Linked DNA regions of Capra hircus: region 1 is linked to region 2. A link is a contact called in public Hi-C data. All regions are on one chromosome and are shown on one strand. The core of a region is the stretch at or near the end of the contact, and the rest is flanking DNA. Distances in the headings are between cores, read along the strand shown.

Evidence for each region. A called contact is a pair of places that touch in the nucleus more often than the background predicts.
Region 1: a contact with region 2 is called in a Hi-C map of blood, with 10 times the contacts expected there. The contact joins two enhancer-like sites. A contact is called at or near these places in 2 of 5 Hi-C or Micro-C datasets (both in blood).

What each region holds. Positions count from the first base shown.
Region 1 is chr5:103,172,049-103,178,619 of ARS1.2, reverse strand. It overlaps VWF (von Willebrand factor), which reads right to left. Exons shown (of 53, transcript XM_018048607.1): 12 at 2,399-2,535; 13 at 1,974-2,112; 14 at 900-1,000. Among named protein-coding and RNA genes, the nearest start is that of VWF, 65 kb to the right of the region's middle. Within about 2 kb of position 1,284, at least 4 of the 5 cell types and tissues checked have an H3K27ac peak or open chromatin away from gene starts, as enhancers often do.
Region 2 is chr5:102,988,026-102,994,890 of ARS1.2, reverse strand. No RefSeq gene overlaps it. Among named protein-coding and RNA genes, the nearest start is that of PLEKHG6, 18 kb to the right of the region's middle. Within about 2 kb of position 3,055, at least 2 of the 5 cell types and tissues checked have an H3K27ac peak or open chromatin away from gene starts, as enhancers often do.

The DNA of each region.
Region 1 (6,571 bases), core at 35-2,534, 190 kb before region 2:
CAAGAATACTGGAGTGGGTTGTCATTTCCTTCTCCAGGGGATCTTCCCTAACCAGGGATCGAACCCAGGTCTCTCACCTGGCAGGCCGGTTCTTTACTTTGTGAGCCACGAGGGAAGCAATAGAATACATCAATAGATACAACCCCTTAGCAGATCTCAGCACCTTCGGTAAAATTTAAGAGTGCAAAGGCATCTAAGACGTCCAAGTGAGAAGCACAGGTCTAGTGGTGGAGACCCTGCCCAGGCAGCTGATTGGGGTTGCAGTCCTGGGCACATCTCCTGGCTCCCGTAAGTCTTGCTTGCTTTGTTTATGAAAAAGCAGTGACAGTACCTTCTGGGGAAATTTCCCCAGGAAAAAACGGATCTGGAAGTCAGCCCTGTGAAATATACAGATCCCTATCCAAGAGTGACTCTAAGAACACAGAGAGCAGTTGGAAGTGACCCCCAGGCTGCCAAGCCTCTGGATGGGGGTGAGAGGGTTTGGATCTGGCAGCTTCCAGAACAATCCTTCACAGGTAGTGGGTACATGACCCAGGTCTTCGCTGTGAGTCCCACAGCAGGCACCCCAGGGAACACCCTCTGATCACAACCCTTGTTGCAGTTAGGAGCCTTAGCAGTAAACCAGCTGCCCACCACCGCCCCCAACGCAGCCCTGCAGGGAGCCCACCCAGGCTGAAAACCCTCAGAGGACCAGAGCCCAGCACCCAGGAACTCCTGGGGTGAACAAGGGGCATCCAGACAGCAATCACCAGCCTCTCACACACAAGAGAGGTCTGTTCCTCACTCTGGGGGCTCAGGGCGAGTAGGGAGAGAAAGGAATTCCCCTCCAGCCCTCGAGCTCTCCCATCAGAGCACAACAGGGGCTTTGTGCGCGGTCCGGCTGCCAGGAGGGCGCCTACCTTCAGCAGCAGCCTCCCGCGGCCGTCCCAGTCTATCTGCAGGTCCTCCCCGAAGCTGAGGTGCAGGGAGGCCGTCACAGTGTGCTGGATCCGGAGGTCACCTGGAACCAAGCAAGGTCGGGATTCAGGCTTGGGGTATGGCCAGGGCAGAGGGCAGCAGGCAGATGGGCTGTAGAGAGAGGTGGGCTTTGTCACAGAGCACTGTGGCAATGAAAGCAGTCAATTAGAGGGCAGCTGGTGGTGGCCATGAGGCTTACAGAGGGTCTCAGAGGAAAGGTGGATCAGGGTGGGTGCAGCGCAAACTGGGCTCCACGTAGAAGGAGGTGCCTCTGCGTCGCTCCAGTAGCCTGCCATTTCCCACACTGCCACGAGGGGGCAGTAGAGGCTCCTGCATCCTCAGCTTATACACATGCCCTGAGCCGGGACGGGTTTTTCACTGAACCTCTTCTAACCCCTTTATCATTCCCTGGGCTGTGGCACATGCTTCCAGGCTGAGTAACCCAGTTCTCACCGCTGAGCAATGCTGTGAGCAAAGCTAAACCTGAGGTTTTCTCTAGAGACGACGTAAGAGGCACACCTCTTATCCTAGAGAACATAGGATCTCATGGGAGACACACAGCATTAAGCACACACAGACAAGCTGTGGACCCACTGGCCCAAGTTCACCCACTCTGTGCAACAGGGGGATGCTGAGCCGTGAGGTGGCCAGTGGTCATAAGGAAGAGGGGCAGGGTACGGGAGCCCCTTTGAGAGTGAAGGTTGGAATCATGCTGTGGGTAATGGTGCATTGCCGCCTGGCAAAGTCACTGACTGAGCAGGGAGCTTTCCCCAGAGGTCACAGGGTCACCTGGCTTTGCCCCATGATGTCTTGGGGTCTGACCCATCACCAGCCACCCCACCATCATTCAGCTCATCCTCCTCCAGGAAGCCTTCCTTTCTTGCAGCATAAATTCAGACACCAGCCTGTCCTCCAACAATAGCACTCCCTCACAGTCTCACAGAAGAGGCGGCAGTGAGGGGTGGGGGTGCTGAGGGCGAGCTGGGTGGGGGCCTCCAGGGGAGGAGGGCGCCCACCTTGCAGGAGGGGAATCTGGACGTCCTGGCCATCCAGGGCAACTCCACCCCCGTGCTTCAGCTTCAGGAGGCCGTGGTGCGGGCTGGGCAGGCGGACGGTGACGGAGCGGGTGCAGACCGCATCAGGGTCGTCGGCACACTGCCAGGAGGGGCGTGCAGAGGGGTGTCACCACCACCCCCAGCCCAGCCCCCAGCCCATGCACTCAGGGAAAGACCCCAACCAGGCAGCCTCAGCTTCGCTCACTCGGAACCACTCTCTCCTCAAGACTCTAGGCCCAAAGGGAATCAGGGACCCGGATCCTCAAGGAGCCCTGGGCGCCCTGTCTGTCCTCCTCTTTGCTGGGTGGTCCAGAAGAAAGAAGTACACATGGAGTCACCTTGGCCCTCATCCCCGTGGGCACCCCAGGGCTGCCTGGCGGGCTCACCTGAACAGTCTCTATGACGACGGAGAAGGAGTGGTCCTGGCAGTCCTGGGCCAGCAGGTACTGGCAGACCCCGCTGAAGGTGAAGTGCCTGTCGTCAAAGCTCTTGAAGTGGGATTGTCCTGTGATGAGACACTCTCCTGGGGGGACAGGGGGAGGGGGGAGTAGGTATCCCAGTGGGTTCCCTGCGGGACAGGGGGAGGGGAGAGGGGTGTCCCAGTGGGTCCCCTGGGGGTGTCCCAGTGGGGGGCACTTCCTGGGTTTCTCCCCACCACGGTCTAGAGAGGGGCCCCACAGGAGGACTCTACTCAGGCCCCACTCCTCTGGCCATGGGAGGTCAAGGCCCAGTGGGTCAGTCCTGAGCCTCAGGGTGTGAAGTCACACCCAGGGGGCTGGGCTGCGGGGGGTGGTGACGCTGGGTGGTGACGCTGGGTCAGAAGCCAGGGTGAGCTCCAGCTCTGGGCTCTGGGCTCACTCTGGCTCCCAGCCCTCCCCACTGCCTCCCTGGGTTCTGCTCTGCTGGGGTCAGAAGCCTTTCTCTGCACTGTTATTATGGGGGCTCCCCCCAACCAGGAGAGTCCCTGAGGGCGAGAAGGCAGAAAGCCAGCCCAGAACAGTGATGGGGCCAGCAGTCCAGGGGCCGGGATGCTGTCCTCACCCCCTGCCCAGCCGAGGGGCAGTTCTCAGGCTTCTTCATGGGCAAATCCCTGCTGGGACTTCGGCGGGGCCAGTGGGGGCCCAGGACACCATCTGCCCACTATCTCACCACCGCCCAAGCCAGCTCCCCAGGCAGGCTGACACAGCTGGGGTTGGCAGCGAGGACTCCCCAGCATCACCCTGCAGCCCCAGCCCTCGACTTGCCCCAGATCCAACCGCTATTCTGTCCTCCCAGGCCCCGAATCAGCCCATGGTGCAGGCCCAACACACCCTGGACCACAGACCATCTGTGGGGGGCAAGGGGTCTCTGCCATCATCTCCAGTGATGCCTGCTGGCCCCACCCCACTCAGGGCATCCCCATCTTGGGGCCCACAATGGCCCCACTGAAGCCCAAGCAGTATCTGGAGTCCTTCCCAGCGCCCCTCTCCGCGTCCCCTCTCCACCTTCCCCTCTACAGACAAATAACCAGGGACACAAGCCATGGCTGTTCCACAAAGTGGGAGCCCTTCTTCCCGGCCCTGTCACCCCCAGCCTGCAAACAGCAAAGACTCATCCTCCATGGCACGGATCTGCTCTGCACCCCAAGTTCCCCCTAAGTGGGCCCTACAGCCAGCTCCATCTCCAGGGGCTGATGCTGGGCCCTGTCACACAGTCAGGAGTCCCCAAAGGCCTAAGGCGGAGGGCGGGGGGGTGCCAGCTGCCCACCTGTCAAAGACCAGGCTTATCAGCCCCTGACTACCACCTCATGCCTATATCTGCACTGAAAGGCACAGCGGGCATGGGGTGGGACCCCAACTTGGGGTCTCCAGGTGTGGCCCTGCCCTTGGAAGTCAGGGGGAGGGCAAGTAGCCCCCAGACCTCCATTAAAACCCTTAATCAGAGACTTCCCTGGCGGTCCAGTGGCTAAAACTCCACTCCCAGTCAGTGCAGGGGGCCCAGGTTCCATTCCTGGTCAGGGAACTAGATCCTGCACGCCACAACTAAGACCCAGCACAGCCAAATAAATCAATATTTTTAAAAATAAAATAAACAACAGAGTTGGGAGGGCTTCCAGATTGGTGAGCTTATCTACACTCAGGAGGTGGTGACCCCCGTTCCACGGGGAAAGAAGCTCCTGGGCTCAGGACCTTTCCAGAGCTTGCCCTGTGTACCTCTTCATCTAGCATTTGTATCCTTCATTTTTTTTTTTGTAATAAACTGGTAATAGTAAGTGTAGTGTTTGCCCAAGTTCCGTGAGCCATTCCAGCAGTTCCCATGGCTGGTATGAGAAGTAGGGACGCCTGGTTGCAGACCTTCACCTCTGGGTTCTGCACTAACCCCAGGTAGCCAGGCTCAGAAACGCAGTGAAGTGTAGGGCACCCAGGTGGCATCCAGTAAGTCAGAGAATTGGCTGTTGTGGGGAAAACACGAATGCATGGTGACAGAACTGTGAGCAGAAACAAGTCATGACTTCCCACTGCACTGTCCCCCAAGAAGGGCACGAATAAGGGGTCACTCTGTGGAAGTCAGAGCATAACGAGCAATGACTAGGGGCAAGGGTGGGCAAGGGTCACCCCGGCTGATTGCAGCCAAGCTGGAATGCCAAATCCACAGGTGTCACGAGAAAGCCTTTTTTAAAAAGAGGCTTGTTTATTTGGCTTCATCGAGTCTCAGCTGTGACGCGTGGCCTTAGTTGCTCCGCGGCATGTGGGATCTTACTTCCTCGACCAGGGATCAAACACACATCCCTGCATTGCAAGGCAGATTCCTAACCTGGACCGTCAGGGGAATCCCGAAAAAGCCTTTCTGACAGGGATTTTTCAGATGCTGTCATCATTCCACAAAGTGACACAGCCCTGTGCATCACAGGTCTTGGCCCCGTCACAGGGAAATGGGCGGGAATGCTTCCCCCAGCCTCTCTGTTTTCTCAAGAGCACTCTAATCTGAGTAAGAAATTGGACTTGCCTTATCTCTGACAATGGCTGACAATGCCCAGGAAAAGAATGGTCAATGAGAGAATCCGCAAACATTCAAAAGCAAAACCCTGGGGCCTGAATCTACTCCTCTGATTTGATTTCCTGCTCTGACCTTCCCTGATGGGCATCCTTAAGTTTTCCGGGAATCAGAAGTCTGAATATTGTATTTAGCTTATCTCCTTGGTACAACTGAGAGATAGGGCTGCCTCACAGGAAACCCAGGAACACAGCCGTGCTGGAGAGCCGTGAGCCCAGGGGGCTGGAGGAGGAGCCAAAAGGATGGGCTGCACAGTGACACTCACCCAAGCCCTGCCCACAGCTTCCCGAGAAGACCAAGTTCTGCCAAGAGCATGCCCAAAACGTTCCCAGCCACTTGGTCAGCAAAAGGCAGCCGGACATGCCACTGGCCACCACTGGACGCAGCAGGTAGGCAATAAAGGTTTGGGTCGTCTCCCGCAACTTCCAATTAGCTTGATTTCATGGGGATCCTGGACACGTGTCTGTGTGTGTGTGTGTGTTAGGCACTCAGTCATGTCTGACTCTTTGCGACCCCATGGACCATAGTCCACCAGGCTCCTCTGTCCATGGAATTCTCCAGGCAAGAATACTGGAGTAGGTTGCCATTCCCTTCTGCAGGGGATCTTCCCAATCCAGGGATTGAACACAGGTCTCCTGCACTGCAGGCGAATTCATACTGTCTGAGCCACTGGGGAAGTCAACCCACATGGCAAGTACGAAATAGAGGTCAGGCAGTTGTGAGTCTGAGTCTGTGAGTTGTGAGTTTGTCTCTGTCTTATAGCAGCTGTGTGACTCTGGGTGAGTTACTTGACCTCTCTGAACCTGTTTCCTCTTTTGTAAAATGAGAATAAATTGCACCTGCCTCATAAGGAACAGAAAACGTCATGTAACTGACCGAAAAGGGAGATGCATCAGAAGAGCCAGGGTCATGGCGGGGGGCAGCTGGAGGGGAGGAGGCAGAGGGAGATCTGAGCAGACAAAATTTGCTGTAGATGGAGTTGGGGCTAAACAGAGGAGAAAGTGAAAGGCAGGGATTGTATTGAAACTTTTCCTAAATGGATTTTCCAGGGTGGAGACAGGGTAGGAGAAATCATTGGGTGGCCTGGTTTTTCTAGCTCGCGTGGTGCTATGCTCAGGCACTCAATCATGTCCGACTCTGTGCAACCCCATGGACTGTAGCCCACCAAGCTCTCCTGTCCCCGGGATTCTCCAGGCAAGAATACTGGAGTGGGTTGCCATGCCCTCCTCCAGGGGATCTTCCCAACCCAGGGATCAAACCCAAGTCTCCTGTGGCTCCTGCATTGCAGGCAGATTCTTTACCTGCCTCAGATTCTTTTACTGAGACACCTGGGAAGCCCTTGGGTCCTGCCAAAGTCTTTGGCTAAGGCATTCCGGAAAATTTCTGGAAATTTCTCACGTCAAAGTGAAAGTGAAGTCGCTCAGTCGTGTCCGACTCTTAGCGACCCCATGGACTGCAGCCTACCAGGCTCTCCATCCATGGGGTTTTCCAGGCAAGAGTACTGGAGTGGGGTGCCATTGCCTTCT
Region 2 (6,865 bases), core at 1,806-4,305:
AGTGGCAACTAATACCTAGAACAGCTTTAAAAAAAAAAAACCTTCCCTCTAGATACAATAATGAAGCTAAACACAGGCACACATCTTTTACACATAAATATTGGATGGTCACTGATAATTTGAGGACTGACCAGAGTCACCAGGTTAAGAGCCCTAAGGATAAGGGAGAAAAACAAGGCTAGAAGTTGGCTGTCAAGAGTGCCTGGGGCAGGGGCTTCCCCGGTGGCTCAGTGCTAAAGAATCCACCTGCCAATGCAAGGGACAGGGGTTTGATCCCTGATCCCAGAGGATCCCACACGCCACAGAGCAACTGAGCCGTGCACCGCAACTGCTGAACCTGTGCTCTAGAGCCGGTGCTCCGCAGCAAGAGAAGCCACTGCAGCTAGATTAGTCCCCGCTTGCTGCAACTAGAGAAACGCCCTTGCAGTAACGGCGACCCAGTACAGCCATAACTCATCTTTGGATAGTCAAGGGATTTAAGCTGGCTGTGGGATGAACTGTGAAAGAAAAGAACAAAATGAAAGAACATCTAACCGTTTCATGAAAGATTTTGTCTTAAAAAAAAAAAAAGAAAGAAAGAAAGAAAGTTTAAAAAGATCAATAACGCCTGGGAATGACTAAAGCGACTCAGCGGGTTCAAGGCTGCCATCTCTAGTTTTACAGCGCCCTCTGGTGGTGACATAGAACGGTTGCGTAGGATTCCCAGGCCAAGGGGGAGAATTTCAAGATTCCGAGTCCAGGCTACCAGGCTCTCTCAGCACCTCGGATGGCCTTTGTCTACTTTGTTCTGTCATCTTCCCCACAGCCTATCTCTGAGGAATTTAAAATATCTTGTCCCTTTGAAATGTTTCCAAGGCAAATTGTATCACTGAGCCCACAGGTAGACTGAGGGTAGTTTTAGGGGAAGGGGTAATCAGCACCCTGCGTGCGTGCTAAGTCGCTTCTGTCGTCTCCGACTCTTTGCGACCCCATGGACTGCAGTCCTCCAGGCTCCTCTGTCCATGGGATTCTCCAGGCAAGGATACTGGAGTGGGTTGCTGTGCCCTCCTCCAGGGGATCTCCCCAACCCAGGGACTGAACCTGTGTCTCAAGTCTGCTGAATTGGCAGGCGGGTTCTTTACCGCTAGCACCACCTGGGAAGCCCAATAAGCACCCTGCTGCTGCTGCTGCTGCTAAGTCGCTTCAGTCGGTCCGACTCTGTGCGACCCCATAGACAGCAGCCCACCAGGCTCCCCCGTCCCTGGGATTCTCCAGGCAAGAACGCTGGAGTGGGTTGCCATTTCCTTCTCCAGTGCATAAAAGTGAAAAGTCAAAGTGAAGTCGCTCAGTCGTGTCCGACTCCTATGGAGTGGGTGCCATTGCCTTCTCCGAATAAGCACCCTAGTTCGCCACTTTTCACGAATTTGAAATGTGGCATTGATTACAGCTATCACTGCGTCTCATTATGTTAATAGTTATTACAATCTTAAATATTTCATGTTCTTAAATATTTCGTCAATGGGAGTAGTTGACACTGGCAAATCATTTTTCTTTCCTATGCACAGTTTTGTTTACCTTGTAGAATGTGCCTTATACGTCTCTACTGCCCTGCTGTTATAGCCCCAAATTAGAAAAATATCATCAATGCCTCAAAAGTGCTTCCTTGACTCATAAAAGCGGCGATGAGGGTAGTAATAGGGATCTGACAACTCAGAACAATGCCATCCATAAAGTGTGAGCAGCATTCAGTGGGGTATAATATGTCCAAAGGGGCTGCGATGAAGGAAAATATGAGTGATTATTTCACACAATAAGAAAAAGAGAAACTGCAAATAGGAAATACCATAAACATTAGCTGGAAACTGGAGGGTTTGGGAGTCTTTTTTTTTGGCCACACTATGTGGCATGTGGGATCTTGGTTCCCTGACCAGGAACCAAACCAGTGGAAGCCTGGAATGGAAGCATGGAGTCTTAACCACTGGACCACCGAGGAAGTCCCAGAAGCTGGGTTTTGTTGACGATTCACCCCGTCCCCAGTGCATTATCAACTCTAAAATGTCAAATCAAGGCTCAAAGTCATCAAAACCTGCGTACTGGTCACAGGTTAAAGCCTACTGATTTTTTTTTTCCAGAATAAGCCCAATATAGCATTTCCCAGGATAAAAATCTAATTTCTTGGTAGAGATGGAAAAAGGCCCCCAAATAGGCCCCCCAAAAGGCCCCCAAAAAGGCCCCCAAATAGGCATATCACTTCTAGTTGCCCTCACTCTTCAGAGCAACAGAACAGAAAAGACACAACAGAAAATACAGACGAACCAGCTGTGGAGCTAGTGATATAAACACTTGGCAAGAAAGCAGTTTGATGAAATGCCACTGCAGGATGTCCTAGAACAATGGCACGCCGAGTTCATGAGCAATCGCCGTTAGGTGCAGATGCCAACATTCAAGTCTCCAGGTGAAAAGTTTCATATCCAGACTATGCAATAGCTTTTAGAAAGGGGAAAACATAGATGATGGCAAAGCAGTCACCGAATTTTTGTTCTGCTTCTCTCTAAAATGTTCTACTGCCAGAGGAAAATGTTTTATTAGAGGTTATTTGGTAAATGAAAAAGATACCTTGGAATTCTAACAAAGGAGATTTTCCGACCCTGTTTCAGTTTCTCCCTCTGAAAAGTGGGAATGATGCTGTTAACAGTAATAATAATGCCTGTTTCCTATAGAGGTGGTTAAGATTAGCGAAGAACTACACAGAAAGCAATGCCTGGCATATCGAAAACACTCAATGGGGACTTCCCTGGTGGTGCAGTGGCTAAGACTCCGGGCTCCCAGTGCAGGGGGCCTGGGTTCAATCCCTATTTAAGGAACTAGATCCCACATGCTGCCACTAAGAGTTCGCATGTCACAACTGAAGACCCCGCATGCTGCCACAGAGGTCAACACCCAGCAGTTAAAAAATTAAGGAAGTACTCAATAAAGGTGAGTTATTGTTATCATTACATGAATGTTGGTTTGAACACTGCTGAATTCAGAGAACCATTGACAGTCCTCAACATGTGTCCTGAACCTAATTCAGTGTTGGAGGAAATAGAAAACATTTTCATCGTGAGTCAAACTGCAGTCACGAAGGCTACATTCTTTTCAACATGGTCATAGAAATAGAAGTACAGGAACCTGCTTCCTTCTGCCAAGCCCTGGGAAAGTACATAGATGCTGGAGGGCAGAGGAGTTCACATCAGTTCTGTTTTGTTTTAGCATTTTTACTGAGATACAATTCACATAGCATAAAATTCACTTTTTTTTAATTTAGGTGTTTTTTTTTTTGGCCACACCGCATGGCATACAGGGTCTTAGTTCCCTGACCAGGGATCAAACTCTTGCTTCCTGCAATAGAAGTGTGGACTCCTAACCCCTGGACCACCAGGTAAGTCCCCAAATTCACCATTTTAAAGTGTATATTTTTAGTATATTCACTCTGTTGTACAACCATCAGTGCTATCTAATTTCCAGAACATTCCTATCACCCTAAAAAGAAACCCCATACCTATTAGCTGTTAGTCTTAAATTCTCTTCTTCCCCCAACCACTGGCAACTGCTAATCTACTTCCTGTCGTCTATGGCTTTGCCTGTTCTGGATATTTCCATATAAATGGCTTCTTACACTAGGTGGTCTTTTCTCTCTGATTTCCTTCACTCAGCACCATATTCTCAAAGTTCATCCATGTTGTGGCACGTAATAGTACCTGACTCCTCTTTACAGCTGAATAATATTCTGCTGTATGGATAGACCCCATTTTGCTTATTTATTCATCGGTAGATGGACATTGGATTGTTTCTGCTTTGGGGCTATTTTGAATAATCCTGCTGTGAACATTCATGCACGAGCATGTGTGTGAATGAATATTTTCAATTTTCTCAAGTGTACGTGAATGAAATTGCTGAGTCAGATGGTAATTCTGTATTTTACCTTTTGAGGAACTGCCAAACTGCTTCCCACAGCAGCTGAAATATTTTACACTCCCAGGAGCGATGTATGAGGATTCTACTTTCTCTACATTCTCACCAACACTTGTCGATGCTGTTGTATTATAATTATATATTATAAATTATAATTATATTATAATTATTATAACTATCCTAGTGGATGTGAAGTAGCATCTCATTATCATTTTGATTTACATTTCCCCAGTAACTAATAATGTTAAAAACATCTTTCCATGTGATTTTTGGCCATTTGTTTACCTTCTTTGGAGAAATACCTATTCATACCCTTTGCCCAATTTTTTAACAAGGTGATCTTTTTAATATTGAGTTGTAAGAGTTCTTTTCATAGTCTGGACACTAGCTCCCTATCTTATATATGATTTGCAAATATTTTCTCCCATTCTGTGAACTGTATTTTCATGTTCTTGTTTGTGTTCTTTGACTGCAAAAGTTTTATTTTTGATGAGGTCCAACTGATTTGTATATTTTCCTCCTTGATTGCTTGTGTTTTTGTTCTCGTTTCTAAGAATCCATTGCCTAATCAAAGGTCGCACAAACTTTCATATGTTTTCTTCTAAAGTTTTCTAGTTTTAGCTCTTACATTTAGGTCTTTGATCTCTTTTGAGTTCAGTTCTTTTTTTTAAAGATTTTTTTGTAATGTAGACCATTTTAAAGTCTTTATTGAATCTATTATATACAATACTGTTTCTTTTTTGTGTTTTGGTTTTCTGGCCTCAAGATGTGTGGGCTCTTAGCTCCCCAGCAGGGGATGGAAGCTGCTCCCCTGCGCTGGAAGGTGAAGTCTTAATCGCTGGGCCACCAGGGAAGTCCCTTGAGTCAAGTTTTGTTTCTGGTATGAAGGAAGGGTTCAAATGCATTCTTTCGCATGTGGATATCTAGTTTTACCAGCATTTTTTGTTGAAAAAGCTAATCTTTCCCCCATTTAATCGTCTTGGCACCTTTATTGATCATAAATGTATGAGTTTGTTTCCGGACTCTCAATTCTGTCCCATTCATCTATGTCTGTCCTTATGCTAATTTCACACTGTCTTGATTACTGTAGCTTTGTCACAAGTTTTAAAATGGGCAAGTGTGAGTCCTTCAACCTTGTCCTTCTGTTTTCAAGATTTTACTGGTTATTCCTGGTTCCTTGCAATTTTGTATGCAATTTAGGATTAGCCTGTCTATTTCTGAAAAAAGAAAAGAAAAGAAAAGCGGTATTAACAGAGATTTCGTTGAATCTGTAGATTGATTTGGTGAGCATTGCCATCTTAACAATGTTATATATTCTAAACAATGAACAAGGATGTTCTTAGATTTGTCTAAAAGTCCTTAATTTCTTTCAATGTTTCAGAGTGTATAAGACTTGCACTTATTTGGTTAAATTATTCCCAAGTGTTTCATTCTTTTTGATGCTATTATAAATGGAATTGCTTTCTTAATTTCAGATTGCTCATTGCTGGCAAATAGAAATGAAACTGAAGTTTATATTGATCTTTCATCCCTCAGGTTTGCTGAACTTACTTATCTCTAATCAGGATTGGGTTTTTGTTTTTCGTTTGGGTTTTTTTTAATCAATTCTTCAGGGTATTTTTTTTTTTAATAAATAAGACCATATCATCTGAAAATAAAAAGTTTTACTTCTTCCTTTTCACTATATGAATTTTTGAAATGTGGGGTCTTCCCTGGTGGTCCAGTGATTAATACTTTGCTTTACAATGTAAGGGGGCATGGGTTTGATCCCTGGTCAGAGAGCTAAGATCCCACATGCCTCACAACCAAAAAAAAAAAAAAAACATGAAATGTGGGATGACAATAAATAAGAATACCAATAAAGAGCATTTCTCCAATTGCATATAAAGAAAACTGAGTGCTGCAGAATTGATGCTTTTGAACTGTGGTGTTGGAGAAGACTCTTGAGAGTCTCTTGGACTGCAAGGAGATCCAACCAGTCCATCCTAAAGGAAATCAGTCCTGAATGTTCATTGGAAGGACTGATGTTGAAGTTGAAACTCTAATACTTTGGCCACCTGATGCGAAGAGCTGACTCATTTGCAAAGACCCTGATGCTGGGAAAGACTGAAGGCAGGAGGAGAAGGGGACAGCAGAGGATGACATAGTTGGATGACTTGATGGACATAAGTTTGAGTAAACTCTGAGAGTTGGTGATGGACAGGGAGGCCTGGCATGCTGCGATTCGTGGGGTCGCAAAGAGTTGGACATGACTGAGCGGCTGAACTGAATTGAACTGAACATTGGCATAAAATATCAGGATTTCTTAAAGCTAAAACTCTGGCACAGTTGCCTCATCAAAGTTTTACTATGTCCCAATATTTGATTTCTCTGAAAAAGAAATTAAAAACATATAATTAGGAGAATTTTTAAACTACTTTGATAAAATGGAAAACTAACACACACATACACACACACAACTTGTAATTCTGCATCAGAATGAGAAAGTGAAATGAAAGTTGCTCAGCTGTGCCCGACTCTTTGCGATCCTATGGACCGTACAGTTCATGCAATTCTCCAGGCCAGAATACTGGAGTGGGAAGACTTTCTCTTCTCCAGGGGATCTGGCCAACCCAGGAATCAAACCAGGGTCTCCTGCATTGCAGACGGATTCTTTACCAACTGAGCTATCAGGGAAGCCCTTCAGAATAAGAAGTACTTTCCAAAGCTGAGCCAAGTCAAGGATTGGATAAGGAATCCCCAATTGCCCCCACCTTCCCTGATGGCTCAGGGCTTCCCTGGTGGTGCAGAGGTTAAAGCGTCTGCCTGCAATGTGGGAGACCTGGGTTCGATCCCTGGGTGGGAAAGACCGCCTGGAGAAGGAAATGGCAACCCACTCCAATATTCTTGCCTGGAAAAGCCCCAGAAGAGACTGGTGGGCTGCATTCTATGA